Regions from separate parts of the Mus musculus genome. Here region 2 is linked to region 1. A link is a contact called in public promoter capture Hi-C data. All regions are on one chromosome and are shown on one strand. The core of a region is the stretch at or near the end of the contact, and the rest is flanking DNA. Distances in the headings are between cores, read along the strand shown.

The links. Promoter capture Hi-C pulls out the DNA fragments that hold promoters and counts their contacts.
Region 2: a contact with region 1 is called in a promoter capture Hi-C map of pre-B cells, with 4 times the contacts expected there. The contact joins the promoter of Rnf141 here to the promoter of Dennd5a in region 1. A contact is called at or near these places in 2 of 39 promoter capture datasets (liver and pre-B cells), 1 of 115 datasets of contacts at active chromatin or transcription factors (pancreatic cancer cells) and 1 of 9 other capture datasets (macrophages).

The regions. Positions count from the first base shown.
Region 1 is chr7:109,957,131-109,963,622 of GRCm38.p6, reverse strand. Dennd5a (DENN/MADD domain containing 5A) reads left to right here and starts at 3,201. Exons shown (of 23, transcript NM_021494.1): 1 at 3,201-3,549. The coding sequence starts at 3,441.
Region 2 is chr7:110,840,727-110,847,218 of GRCm38.p6, reverse strand. Rnf141 (ring finger protein 141) reads left to right here and starts at 2,838. Exons shown (of 6, transcript NM_025999.3): 1 at 2,838-2,880.

The DNA of each region.
Region 1 (6,492 bases), core at 1,952-4,451:
GAACTTTAAGCATCTCTTACTATCTTTTCCCCAACCCCAGTCATCTCAGGCCATCCTCATCTCCTTATTGCTCCATGAACATTGCAGACACACACTGCTCACACTCATTCCTGTAATTATGTCCCCTCAGATATTCACTTGCCTGCTAATATCCTCCATGCTGAATTGGGCACCCTGGGTTGTGTTTATATAAAACGTATTTTATATTAGACTGGTAAAAAGGCTCAGTCAGCAAAGATGCTTGCTGCTAAACCTGACGATTAGAGTTCTACCCTGAGAACCCATGTCATCAAAGGAGAGAATGGATTTCCCTAAATCTTGACTTATACATGTGTGCCATTGCATGTGCGCGTGCACGTACAAACACACACACACTCACTCAGATATAAATAAATGTAAAAAGTATATTCTTCTATATAAAGGAGTGTATTACAGTCATGCATGGTGGTACATGCCCATAATCCTAGCACTTGGGAGGCTGAGGGAGGAGGATTTTAAGTTGGAGGCCAGCCTGAGCTTCTTAGGCAATTTCCGGTCAGCCTGGGTTACATGGAGAGACCCCTGTCTCAAACAAAACAAAGTAAGCATATAAAGCTCTCAACATTAAATTCTTTCCCACTAATTTTTCAATTAGTTTCCGAATCTGCGCTGTAATCTGTTCGGAGGTAGGAATAGCTAGGAGAGGTTAACTGCTCCCTCTTTTACACAGCTAGGAAGAGTGGGGCAGAGATTTAATCACTAACTAGTCATATCCAGACCTGTATTTCTCCCCACTCTCTAAGAAGCAGTCACTCTGCCAAGCATATTTCCTGCTGGGAAGGAGATCACTTTACAGTTGAGTATTCTGGGCCTCTGAGCAAATGAATACTGGCACGGATTTGTTTTCAACTGGTGTTTCATGTGTTGAGTTAGTATGAGAGTGAGAGAGGTCTTCTAGCAGCTGGCAAGCCTAGATAAAAAGTTTCTAGACTTTTAAACTGAGTAAGTTTAGTCTCCTCCTTTTTTCTCTATTTTTACAGTTTTGTTGTTGTGGTTTTGTTTTGTTTTTGTTTTTTTTAAGACAAAGTTTCTCTTTGTATCCCTGGCTGTGCTGGAACTCTGACTAAACTTTCCTTGAACTCACAGAGATCCATCCCTGGGGTTGAAGGCTTGCACATATCACTCTTTGACCTTTTCTCTCTCTAATTGAAAAATTTCCCAAGTCTCTTCTATATCTTCGTCTGAGTGATCCTTTAATTGTACCCGGTCTGTACACCTGGCATTTGAAACCTTTCTTGCCCCAACTCTTCTCTCCCTCTCTGTTTTATTTTCAATCCCTTTTAATTCTCTGTCTCTGTTTGCTATTTTGTTGTTTTAGACCATCTGTACTGTAAGGCTGGGCTGGCTTCACATTCACACTCCTTTTGCTTGGGCTCCAGAATGCTGGGATTATAGGTTTGCGCCACTATACCTGGCTTTCCCATCTTCCATATTAGTACATTCCTCAGTGCTGCCTAAATGTCTGGCTTTTCCACTCTTTATTGTGGGCACACATTTGATCCTTAGAATCACCAGAAGCCTTCCATGACCGTGACCCAGCACCAAAAGGCGTTCTTTTCTTTGCTTTATTAAGCTCTCTGAGCCCCCTGCACAGACTCTGAGTCCCAAGCATGTGGGTTATAGTATCATCACTTCAGATGGACTTTGTAAAGCTACCCAGTCCTCTTGATTTCTCCCAGCCGCTCAGGTTAGATATAGGGAGCAGATGCTATGGTTTCCAGTGATGTTGGCTGTGACCTCTCAACCAACCTCCCAAAGGGATCCAGTACTTGAGAGGAATACTGGGACAGAACCCAGGAGAGAGCCCAGGTTCAGCCCTTGGGGAAGCCAATTGCCTTCTATAGTCCTTAGCTGGCTGCCTGCCAGAGCAAACCTGGCGCACACTATTCTGTAACAACAATGACAATGTATATAATATTTATGGAGTGCCTTCTATGTTCTGGGTATAATCCTCACCACTTTACCTATACATGCATTTATTTTGTACTTTGACAAAAATCATGCCTGTTGGCACCTAGAAATTACATAAGTAAGTTGCCAATATCATATTGTACATTATAAGTCAGAATTCAAACTGGGGGACTGTTTCTAGAGCCCATGCTAGCAGCCACTACAGTTTCTCTTCCTTGGCCTCTGATGTTACAGTACAGACCCACCTGAGCCTGGTGTGATGATGCAGGCCTTTAAGCCCAGCACTGAGCAGGCAGAAGAAAGAGTATTGCATCAGGGTAATACAGGTACATAGCAAGTTCTGGGTCAGACAGGTCTATAAGTGAGACCCTATCCAAAAAAACCAAATCAAATCAATCAACCAACCAACCACCAAAAGAAGACACATCTGGCTAGCTTCTGTAGAAAATGAAGTCAGAGGGTCTGTTCTTTAGACAAGAGACAAGGACCAGGAGGTTTCACCTGTTCAGCCACCCTTTCTCTTCTACAAGCAAATTCTCACTAGAAGGAAGAAAGGAATGAATGAATGAATGAATGAATGAATGAAGGGTGATGGATAGATGGATGAATGGACAGAGAATTCTGTGAGCATGAAAAGAACTAAGTGAAGGGGGAGGGAGACTTCTGGGGCTTCATGAAAGGGGGAGAGTTTGGTGCATGGAAGAAGCCCTGCTTGTGGGGTGCGGGGCAGTGAGCTAGCGCAGGATTCAAGCGTAGGGTTGTTTCTTGCATTTTTTGAGCCTCAGTTTCCCTATCTGCAAATTAAAGGTAAATAGAAGATAAGCTGACCCACTCTCTCCAAAGAACAGAGTTTCCTCAGATCTATTGGGGAAAGCTGACACTGAGGAGAGGTGACAAGGAGAAGCTGCTCTGTGGTGACAGTATAGGAGCAGGATTCGGTGGGCTTCACAGTTCAGCCCTGCAGCTCTTATGCCGGTGACACGGCCAGCACGAGCCACCATGGCCCACTCTTTCCGCACACCGCATCCGATTTCTCTAAAGGGTGTCGCAGTCGCGTGGAGGTGGCTGCAGTCGCGGGATCCCAGCAGCTGACCGCTGGCCACTCTGTGGTGGCTGCTCTGGAAGCCCAGGCCCCCGGGGCCCAAAGAGCATCACGTCATCCTTTGCGCCCGACGACCGCCCCTCCCCGACCGCGCGTGCGCACGCGGTGGCGGCGGGTGGGGGGCCGCGGTGGGGCGGGCGGCCGCTCTCCGCCCTTCCTCAGGCTTGCTCAGGCCGCGGTGCAGAGGACAGCGTCCAGGATGCGGCGCGGGGTGGCCCGGCGCCCCCCTGCCCCGGCACGGCAGCGGCGGCCGCTAGGACCCGGCGAGGCCCGGGGGCGGCGGCCGGAGCCTCGGTAGCGGCGGCGGAGGGAGCGGCGGCTGAGGGCGGGCGGGCGGCCGGGGGCGGGGGCTCGGCTCCGCGCGGCTTGCCCCGCTCGGCCCGGAGCCATGAGCGGCGGCGGCGGCGGAGGGGGCTCGGCGCCCAGTCGCTTCGCCGACTATTTTGTCATCTGCGGGCTGGACACCGAGACCGGGCTGGAGCCGGACGAGCTGTCGGGTGAGTGCGCGCGAGCCCGGGCTAGGGCCCGCGGGGCCCGCTTTGTCCCGGGAGCCCAGTGAGGGTCGGGCGAGCAGACGGGACGCGGGTCCCGCGGGCCTGCTGCCCCCCGCGCGGTGGTCGCCGCGTCGGCAACCTGGGGAGACGCGGACGCTGGGTGCGCTCAGAGGTCGAGGGGCTTAGTCCACAATGAAGGGAAGCTTGCCTTCTAGCACCCTTTTGGGAGGAAAGAAGTTAGCCCACTTCCTAGTGAGAGTTAGTCCCACCCAGACTTTTCAAAAGAGCAAAACAAAAACTTGATGAGTTTATTTGGCCTCTTCCCAAGAAGCCGGCGAGACCAGTTCCTCAAAACCGTTATAACTCACTCCTGAGCAGGCCAGGCCCGGGCTTTTCCTTCACAGTTCTGCCCCTCTTGATCGGACGTGAAGTGACAAATTGAACCGGGTTACACCAAGAACGGGTTCTCTCTTGGCGCTAGAAAAGAACTTGTACCCAGGGCCATGCTTTTGTTGTTGTTGTTGTTGTTGTTTGTTTTTTAAGTTAATGTCCTTTACCAGGCGAGGGTCATTTGTGAATGAAGGCAGCGCGTCCCAGTTGGACAGGTTGTGCAGTGTTGTGATGCCTCTCAAGTTATCTTTCGAAGAGGAAGTGATGGGGGAGTGACAGTGAGGCCCTGATGAGATTTGGCACCCATTGCTTGAAGGTGTAAGAATTATAAAATCCCCGGTGAATTCCTGCGCGCCCACATTGGAGTTGCAACAGTTTTGAAAAGTTTTTGGGTGGCCAGTAAGCAGGTTTCAGTGGTTGGAGGCTTGTCGTGTTAGACTTTAAAGTTATGTCATGCTGATTCGATGAGGGAAACTCCTCTCCCCCTTTCTGTCACGATGTGGTAGTCATTGAACACCGTACAGTTTCTCTATTGAAAGTGATCATCCAGTCTTGGATTTTTTTTTTTTTGTCACTCCAGTTTGTTTGTTTGTTTCTCCTCCGATTCTTCTTCTTCCTCCTCCTCCTCCTTGTCTTCCTCTTTCTCCTCCTTATCTCTCCAACCCCCCACTGGTTTCTTGGTGTAGCTCTAGTTGTATTAAAACACACTCTGTAGGCCAGTGTGGCCTCAAAGTCAGAGATTTGCCTGCCTCTGACTCTTGGGTGCTGGGATTAAAGGAGTGCAACACTACTGCCTGGTGAATTCCACTGTTTCTTATGGGGAAAAAAAAGAGTGCACACTTCAGATGATAAAGCTGGATTGTCTTTTAAAACTATGAGAAACTGATGCCTTATACAACACCCTGAAGTAGGAATGGGCTGATCCTAGCTAAGCCTTTGTTCTAGCCTGAGTAGTCCAAGCTCAAAGTACAGACAGATGTTGCCATCTGGTTCATAAGGATTAACTTTAGAATTGTGGATGATGTAGTTGTTGGATTGCAGTTCCAGGTATTGGTGGTGGATGGGATGTGAGAGGGAAATGAGGCCCAGAAGGACAGCAGGGATGATATCGGTCCAAAACTTCTTTGGTGGCATGCTGCACCACAGCAGCCTCTCTGGAGGTTTTTAAAAAACAGTAACGTGGTCACTGGTGTACATCTGTTATCCCAGCGTTTGGGAGGCAGAGGCAGGAAGATTGCCACAAGTTTAAGGCCCGACTGGCCTTCATAGTGAGACCCTGGCGAAAAAGACAAAAGAAAAACAAACTAACCTGTTGAGAAGGGTTAAAAACAACAGTCTTTCTGGATGAAAGAAGCTCAAAGGTAGAGTAAACTTTTTATGGTGTACTATTATTGAATGTCTGTTAGTTGTGTAGCTGTTTGGTCTTAGAAAGTAGAGATAGCCTTAAGAGGTGGCGTAAGCCTGTGAGATCCTTGTTCCGGAAACTGGAGGATCTGGAGTTCAAGGTCATTTTCAGCTTTAAAAAAAAAAAAAGAAACAAAGAAAGGAAACCAGGCAGTGTTTGGGTTAGAATGGACAGACGTGTTGGCTATTGGCTGTATTTGTGCCTGGGCAAATTAGATAACTGGAGGGTAGACCTGGAAACTTAAAAAGCAATCTGTCTTTCACCAAAAAAGAAATGTTATTCTCTTTTATATCTGTTAATATCTGTTAATTATCTGGCTTCTCAGCAAGCTAAAATTATATCCCTGTATAACCTTATTGGAGAATAAAGAGGGGATGAGTTGTATAATGTGTAAGAAGGGCATTCTGTGTATTCTTTAATTTGGTTGCAGTCGTGTAATGCCGAGGGCATATATCCAATAGCTGGCTTGCCTTTGTTAGAACAGACAGTGATTGAGATATTTTTTTTCATCCTTCTTTCATTTCTGGTGGGTTGACTGGGGAGTCTGGATGACCCAGGGGGATTCAGAGGACAACACAACAGAATACAAATAACTCTGGGCAGCCCATGTGGAGACTCTCTAGGGTACATTTTCTTTCCTTAGCTTGCTGATTGCTCCCAAATTGGTGATGTCATAGTCCGTAAAACTATATGAAGTTAGTTAGGAATTGCACTCAGATTCTTCTGAGAGAAATCTGTGTTCTTTTCTCCAACTAAATTAAGTTGTGTTTCTCTGGCAGTTTTTGAATACTTAGACAAACAGAACAAAACAAGCTATATCCAGAAAAAGCAAATCAAAGATGCTTCGACAGGCCTGGATGGTGGTCTACATCTGTAAGCCTAGCACCAGGGAGGTTCAAGATGCAGGAGAGTTAGAAGTTTAGGGTCATTCTTGTCTACTTAGCTAGTGTAGTCCATCCTGGGCTACATGATACCCACATCTAAAAAAAATGAAACCAAAATAAAAAATACTTCTAAGTAATTTCATCAGCTGGAAGGTAGAGACAGGTGAGTGTGAATTTTAAACCAGCCTGGCTGCTTAGTGAGACCATGTTTTTAAAAAAGCAGAAAGTAAAAATTAAAATTAAGGGAGGAAAAACCCCCCATTTACA
Region 2 (6,492 bases), core at 1,589-4,088, 880 kb before region 1:
AATACTCATAACAAATTACACTGTTTATTGAAAAAAAAACAGTCTTTCATATAGGCAGATGAACTTGGAGACTTCTTCTATAATTCTTATGATCTATCTATCTATCTAATTTTCTATAAACATTTTAACACTTTTATTATATGTAAGATAAACATTACTACAGAATAACCTTATGACAGAGGATGGTTAATCATGTATACTTTGTGGTTGATTTGGATAAGAATGGACCCCACAGGTTTGCATCCCCAAAGGAGGAACAACAATATGATCTAACCAGTACCTCCAGAGCTCCCTGGGACTAAACCACCAACCAAAAAAATCACATGGTGGGACTCATGGCTCTAGCTGCATATGTAGCAGAGGATGGCCTAGTCGGTCATCAATGGGAGGAGAGGCCCTTGTCCTGTGAGGGTTCGATGCCCCAGTATAGGGGAATGCCAGGGCCAGGAAGTGGGAGTGGGTCTGTTGGTGAGCTAGGGGGGAGGGTGAGGGGGTTTTGGAGGGGAAACCAGGAAAGGGGATAACATTTGAAATTAAAATAAAGGAAATATCAAAGAAAAAAAGAAGAGTCATATGGAAGAAAAAAAAAGAATGGCCCCCATAGGCTCTTATATTTGAATGCTTAGTCATCAGGGAGTGGCACTATTTGAATGGATTAGAAGGATTAGGAAGTGTGGTCTTGTTAGAGAGAATGTGCCACTGGTTTGAAGTTTGAAGCTTTGAGGTTTCAAAAGCCCACTCCAGGCCCAGGGTTTCTCCTCAGCCTGTGGGTCAGGATGTAGCTACTTCCTCTGCATCATACACGCCCTCATGCTCCCTGCCATGACGATGATGGACTAAGCCTCTGACCCTGTAAGCCACCCCCTAGTTAAATCCTTTCTTTCATAAGAGCTGCCATGGTCATGGTGTCTCTTCACAGCAACAGAAAGTGACTAAGACATATGTTTAGGTAACACTATTTAATAAAATAGTGATCTTATTTTGTTTACCATCTGGGTTCTTCATTATGTTTATGCAAACATAAAAAGGAACTTGTTATGCTAAGCAGCGGCTGCCTAGACTGGTCATTAATTATTTTAATATAACTACCACGTTATATCACCTTGGTCTTGCAATCTCTCCTTTATTTCAGTCTTTGTGGTGCTCACTATAAAAAGGAATACAGGTCCCACTTTATAAAACTGTGCTTTATGGAGACTATTTTTTTTCTGACTGGGCTCAGGTTAGACAAAGATATGAACCTTTAAAACATGAAGCAGCTACATCTTTACCCCATAACTTTTTGGGAATGTAGTTGGCATATACTAAACTATATATGAGTAAGGTGTACAATTTGAGAAGTTTTCATATTACATTCATGTCTGTGGTGTCATGCTCTAAGACAGTGAACATAGCCAATACCCTAAAATGTTTCTTCTTACCCTTTGAAGGTTTGGAGGACTTGTGTTTGAGTCTGAGCCAAGGCTTAAACATGCTAGGCAAGTGTTTTACCGTTGAGTCAGCCACCTCTAGTTCCCATTCTAACACTGTAGTGTTTCCTACCTGACACCACCCGCTAAGCAACCACTGATCTGATTTTGCCACTAAAGATTCCTGGGGGCGGGGGCTATTCTAGAAAATTTTTTTGGAAGGTCTATCTTCTTTCAGCCTAAGTATTTCAGGCTCATCCACATTGTTAAGTGTGTCAATCATGTATTCTTTATTATTGCTGAGTAATATTCCATTGTGTGACTTTATTTCAGTTGTTTTCCATTCACCTGTTGATATGTTGTCATAGGGTTTCTACTGCTGTGAAGAGACACCATGATCAGAGAAACTCGTATAAAGGAAAACAATTCATTGGGGCTGACTTAGAATTCCGTGGTTTAGTCCATAATAGTCATGGTGGGAAGCATGGCAGCACACAGGCAGACATGCTGGAGAGGTAGCTGAGAGTTCTACATCTGGATCAGCAGGCAGCAGGAAGAGAGAGTGACACTGGGTCTGACCTACGCATCTGAAAACTCAAAGCCCACCCCTAGTGACATATTTTCTCCAACAAAGCCTTATCTATTGCAGCAAGGCCACACTTCCTAATAGTGCCATTCCCTGTGGGCCTATGGGGACCATTTTCATTCAAACCACCACATCAGGTATCTGATGTTGGTGTACTAGTCTTCATGTGGATCTATTCTAGAAGCAGGATGACTGGACTATGTGGTTGGAATGTTTGTGCTTAGGTTTTAAAGAAATGGCCACAATCTCGTTCCACAATGATTGTATCATTTTACATCCCCAACAGACAATCTGAACAGATTTGTTCAGCATCTTTGTCAATATTTAATACAGTTCTTTTCATTTTAGCCACTGTGGTATTGTATTGATAATTCACTTCCCTTCTAATTTGCATAATGGTCTCAGACATCATTTCATGTGCTTATTTGCTATCCATAAATCTAAAAGGCTAGTCTAGTCTTTGGCCATTTAAAAAAATTGTGGGTTTTTTTGTTGTTGTTGTTGTTTTTTTTTTTTTTGGGGGGGGGAGGGGTAAGAATTGTGTATTCTAATTAGAAGTCCTTTGTTAAATATATTTTGCTTTTCCAAAGCCTGTGACTTGCCTCTTCATTTTTTTGTCCTTTTTTACAAAAGTATTTAATTTTATTGATTTCTATGTATGTGACTATTTTGCCTACAGGTGTGTGTCAGCAGCCTTGAGCTACAAAAACCTCCAAAGCCAACAGGGGGGGGTGGAGCTCCGTCTCCAGGCAACGCGCGAGGGCGTGGCCTTACGTCACTGAGGTGCGACTGGTTTGCGGGCCGCGCCGCTGCCGCCTAGCGGGTTTAGCTAAGCAGCAGCCGAGGCGGTGTCCCTGGTGCGAGGAGAGCGATGCCTTGAACTGGGTGAGCCTTGCAGCGCCGCCCCTTCGCTGTGTCCCTTCCCAGCCACTCCACGGTCCTGGAGTAGGGAGTGGAGGCCCGGGCAGCACCAGGGTGTGAAACCGGGCTTCAGAGGAGCTAGGGCCCCTTGTCAGGGCCTCGGCTGCGGGCTTTGGGCACCGATTCCTGGGCGGGTGGAGACTCTGGGTCCGCCTTCTCGGTGGCGGTGGAGACTCTGGGTCCGCCTTCGCGGTGGTGCTGAGGAGAGCTTTCAGAGATCAGCTCGAGCGGTTTTGAATCTTGGCGCTGGCGCACTGAGCAGTTTAGCTGTTGGTTAGCAGAGCAGGTGCGCCAAGGAGGGGCTGAGGGGCGGGTGCTGGGGCCAGGGCGGCAGGGTGGCCACAGGGCAAGGCTTCTGAGGGAGAGCCTGGGCCCGTGGTGTCGGCCAGCCCTCCTACTAAACCCGCCCCGGCAGTGCACCCGGGCCCTTGCTTGTCAAGCTAATTGCTACCTTTTGAGGACCGACATTAAAAAAAAAGTTTCCTTGCTAATCATAATTGTAGGGTAAGTTGCCTTCTGTGTGCAGTTTCATTACAAAACTGTGGGGTTACTGTTGTTGCAATTTGTCTCCAGCCTACCTTCATATTCTTCATATTCCGACCCAGCCCCATTTCCTGATGCCCAGCATTTCTTGTCCTTCTTCTGGAGTACATGTAGCTCCAGTAACACTCCCAGTTGCTTTTAATCCGTGCTTCTCAAACTAAGACCATCTTTTCCACACCCCCTTACCGTGCTTGCTATAGAATGAAATTCACCCTTTAGACTTTTACTTGGGCTTGAACTGTCACCCGACCAATGGTCCTGATAGTTGTCCTTGAAAAGTAATGCCTTCTGAATTCAGAGCCCTCAGGACTTGCGTGGATTTTGTTTTACCCCTTTTGTGCTGGCTGGTTTCGGTTTCTGTCTTAACATGATTGTGTTTTTCAAGACTATGTTATCTTTGTCATTTGGCGTAAGGGAACCATATATATAAGGGACATATAGGATAGATATTCTCTGAATATATCTAAATTCTTTTAACTAGAGGAAGTTGATTTCTCTTTCTAAAAAGGTAGAGAAGGTGCAAAGAGAATATTTTTCTTTCTAAGTCAGAGTGTACTTACTACTTGGTGTGTGCTTTGTCAGGCTGTCTATAATACTTGCCAATTTTCCAAGAATCCATGAAAGGATGAATGGATAATCTATAAGGAAAATTAACAACTGGTGCTATTAGAACTCCAGCACTTACTCAGTACTCTGTTTGTTTATAGGTTTTCAGGTTTTATTTTATTTTATTGAGATTTCTTTAGTTTTATTTCTCCTCCTTAATACCTTTGACCCCAGAACAGGCATTCTAGATTCTATACCGACTCTGACCAGCCTAATCATTGGATATCTGTATAAACTTAGAGTTTGTATAAATAGTGAATAATAAGTTAAGTAGTGTCATTCGAGCCCCAATTGTAGAACTTAGTATGTATTACTAAGATGGAAGATGGTACAAAATTTAACAAATTTCAAAGGTGCCTTTGATACCGAAGTCATTGTTGACTAGTCATCTGATGTGACACCAGAAGTCAGCCTTAGGTCTGGATAGACTACACACCTAGTGGCCAGCAAGTCCCAGGGATCTTCCTGTCCCTGCACACACACACACCCGGCCTGGCACTAAGATCACAAGTGTGCCACTGCGCTGTCCTTTCACATGAGTTCAGGGGTAGAACTGAGGCCCGGGTGCTTCCTGGAGGTCCTTTCCCAGCTGAACTCTCCAGCCCTCACCCAGTTGTCTTGCACTTTGATGGGCTCAGTTTTCCTCTGTGTCATTTCTGAATGACTTATGTTTCACATTTTCAGGGAGTTCCTTGGGTGAGTATTATTAGTGATGCAGTTGTGTTTCTTATAAGGAATACTTGAACTTCAACAACTCATTTGTTAGAAAAAGAAGCAATTGACTGTGTGTGCCACCCACTGAAGAATGTGGCACATCCTTGGAATCCTTGATATCCCTGTGAGTTTCAGAATAACAGCTCTTTCTCAGAGACCCTCAGGCTGCTCTTGGGAAGCACATCTCTGTCTTAACTAGAAGAGGTCACAGCTCTTTGAGGAATCTTGACCACAGACTTGTATTTTACTGAAACTTATTGCCAGTGGTTTGCAGGTTTACATATTATATCTGTAAGCAATACTACTGTTCTGTGATAGATGTGTGTGTGTGTGTGTGTGTGTGTGTGTGTGTGTGTGTGCGCGCGCGCGCACGCATGTGTGTATGATAACTTCACAATTTTATCCATAAATATCATTTTAACTGCCATGTCATGTTAGTGTGAATGATTGAGCTAATAAAAGAATACTAGATGAATGATAAAAAAGTATTTCTATATTGACTAGAGAAATACTATATACTTATCTACTACCCAAGAGCACAGGTGTGTGTCCTGAAGACTCAAGGGGGAACTGAGTAAAGCGACTTCATTGAACGATACGTGCTGTTCATATATGGATGAACAACACTGAAAAGGCTGGTGACTGAAGAGCGGTTTCGGCAGATTGCTTTTGTGGATACTCATCTCAGTGGCTCCATAAGTAATCATATTTTTACACTAGTGATGAAATGGTTAATGTTGCTTAAATGCAGCATCTTCCCTCCTAGCCAGTGTGGACACCTTTGTTTCATGCCCTCAGGTAGGCGTGAGTCACTGAATCAGCTTTCTGGATATTAAGCGCAATTACAGGAAAACAATATACTGCCTCACACTATAAACCTTGCCATCAAGGTAGGGTACCAGGGACACAAGGCAACATTTTCTAATTTGAGAAACAACAGAGGCTTCTTTTCAGATGGGTTTTGATGAGTAGTGTAGGGTATTAAAATAAGATACTTGGGAATGAGAAGTCTTTTAAGGTACAAATACTTTTTGAAGCAGCAGCAGTCATGCAAAAGTACCTGCCTTTTACCAGAAAGGAAGACATCTTACAATCAGAGCTAGGTCTCAAAGCCAAGAGAAATCAGTACAAACTTCCCTGAGTAGCTTGCTTCTTGATACTTTCCCACACTTAAGAGCCCTACCTCCAACTCCATTGTCCTGTCATCTTTTCACAATTTACTTGTCTTTGTCCAGTGAGTATCTGGGCCTTATTTTTCTTGTGACGACATCTCCATACAACATGTATAGTTTTCTCTTGTTTATTTCAGTTATTCTTGGGAACAGCTGGAGATCCAAAAGTAAAGGCGGGGACTGTTACCTCCCTACAAAGTTTAATTCAGTTGTCATGAGTTCCATTAAGTCTTGAGACCATTCAGAAGTTTAGTTTACTTTGTTAGGTAATATAGTTAGAATTGGAAGTTTCAGGCTGGCTTCTTAGAGTCTGTTTATTAAGTGGATACAGCAAGGCTTGGGGAAGTTAAGCTTCATTTTGAGAGCAGTAGTTCTCAACTTTGCTAATGCTGTGACCCTTGATACAGTTCCTTATGTTATGATGACCCCCAACCGTAAAATTAAGTTTGCTGCTTCATAACCGTGTTTTTGACACCGTTACAATCATGGAAATACCTGTGTTTTATGATGTTCTTTTGGGGTAGAGAATCACTGGGTTAGA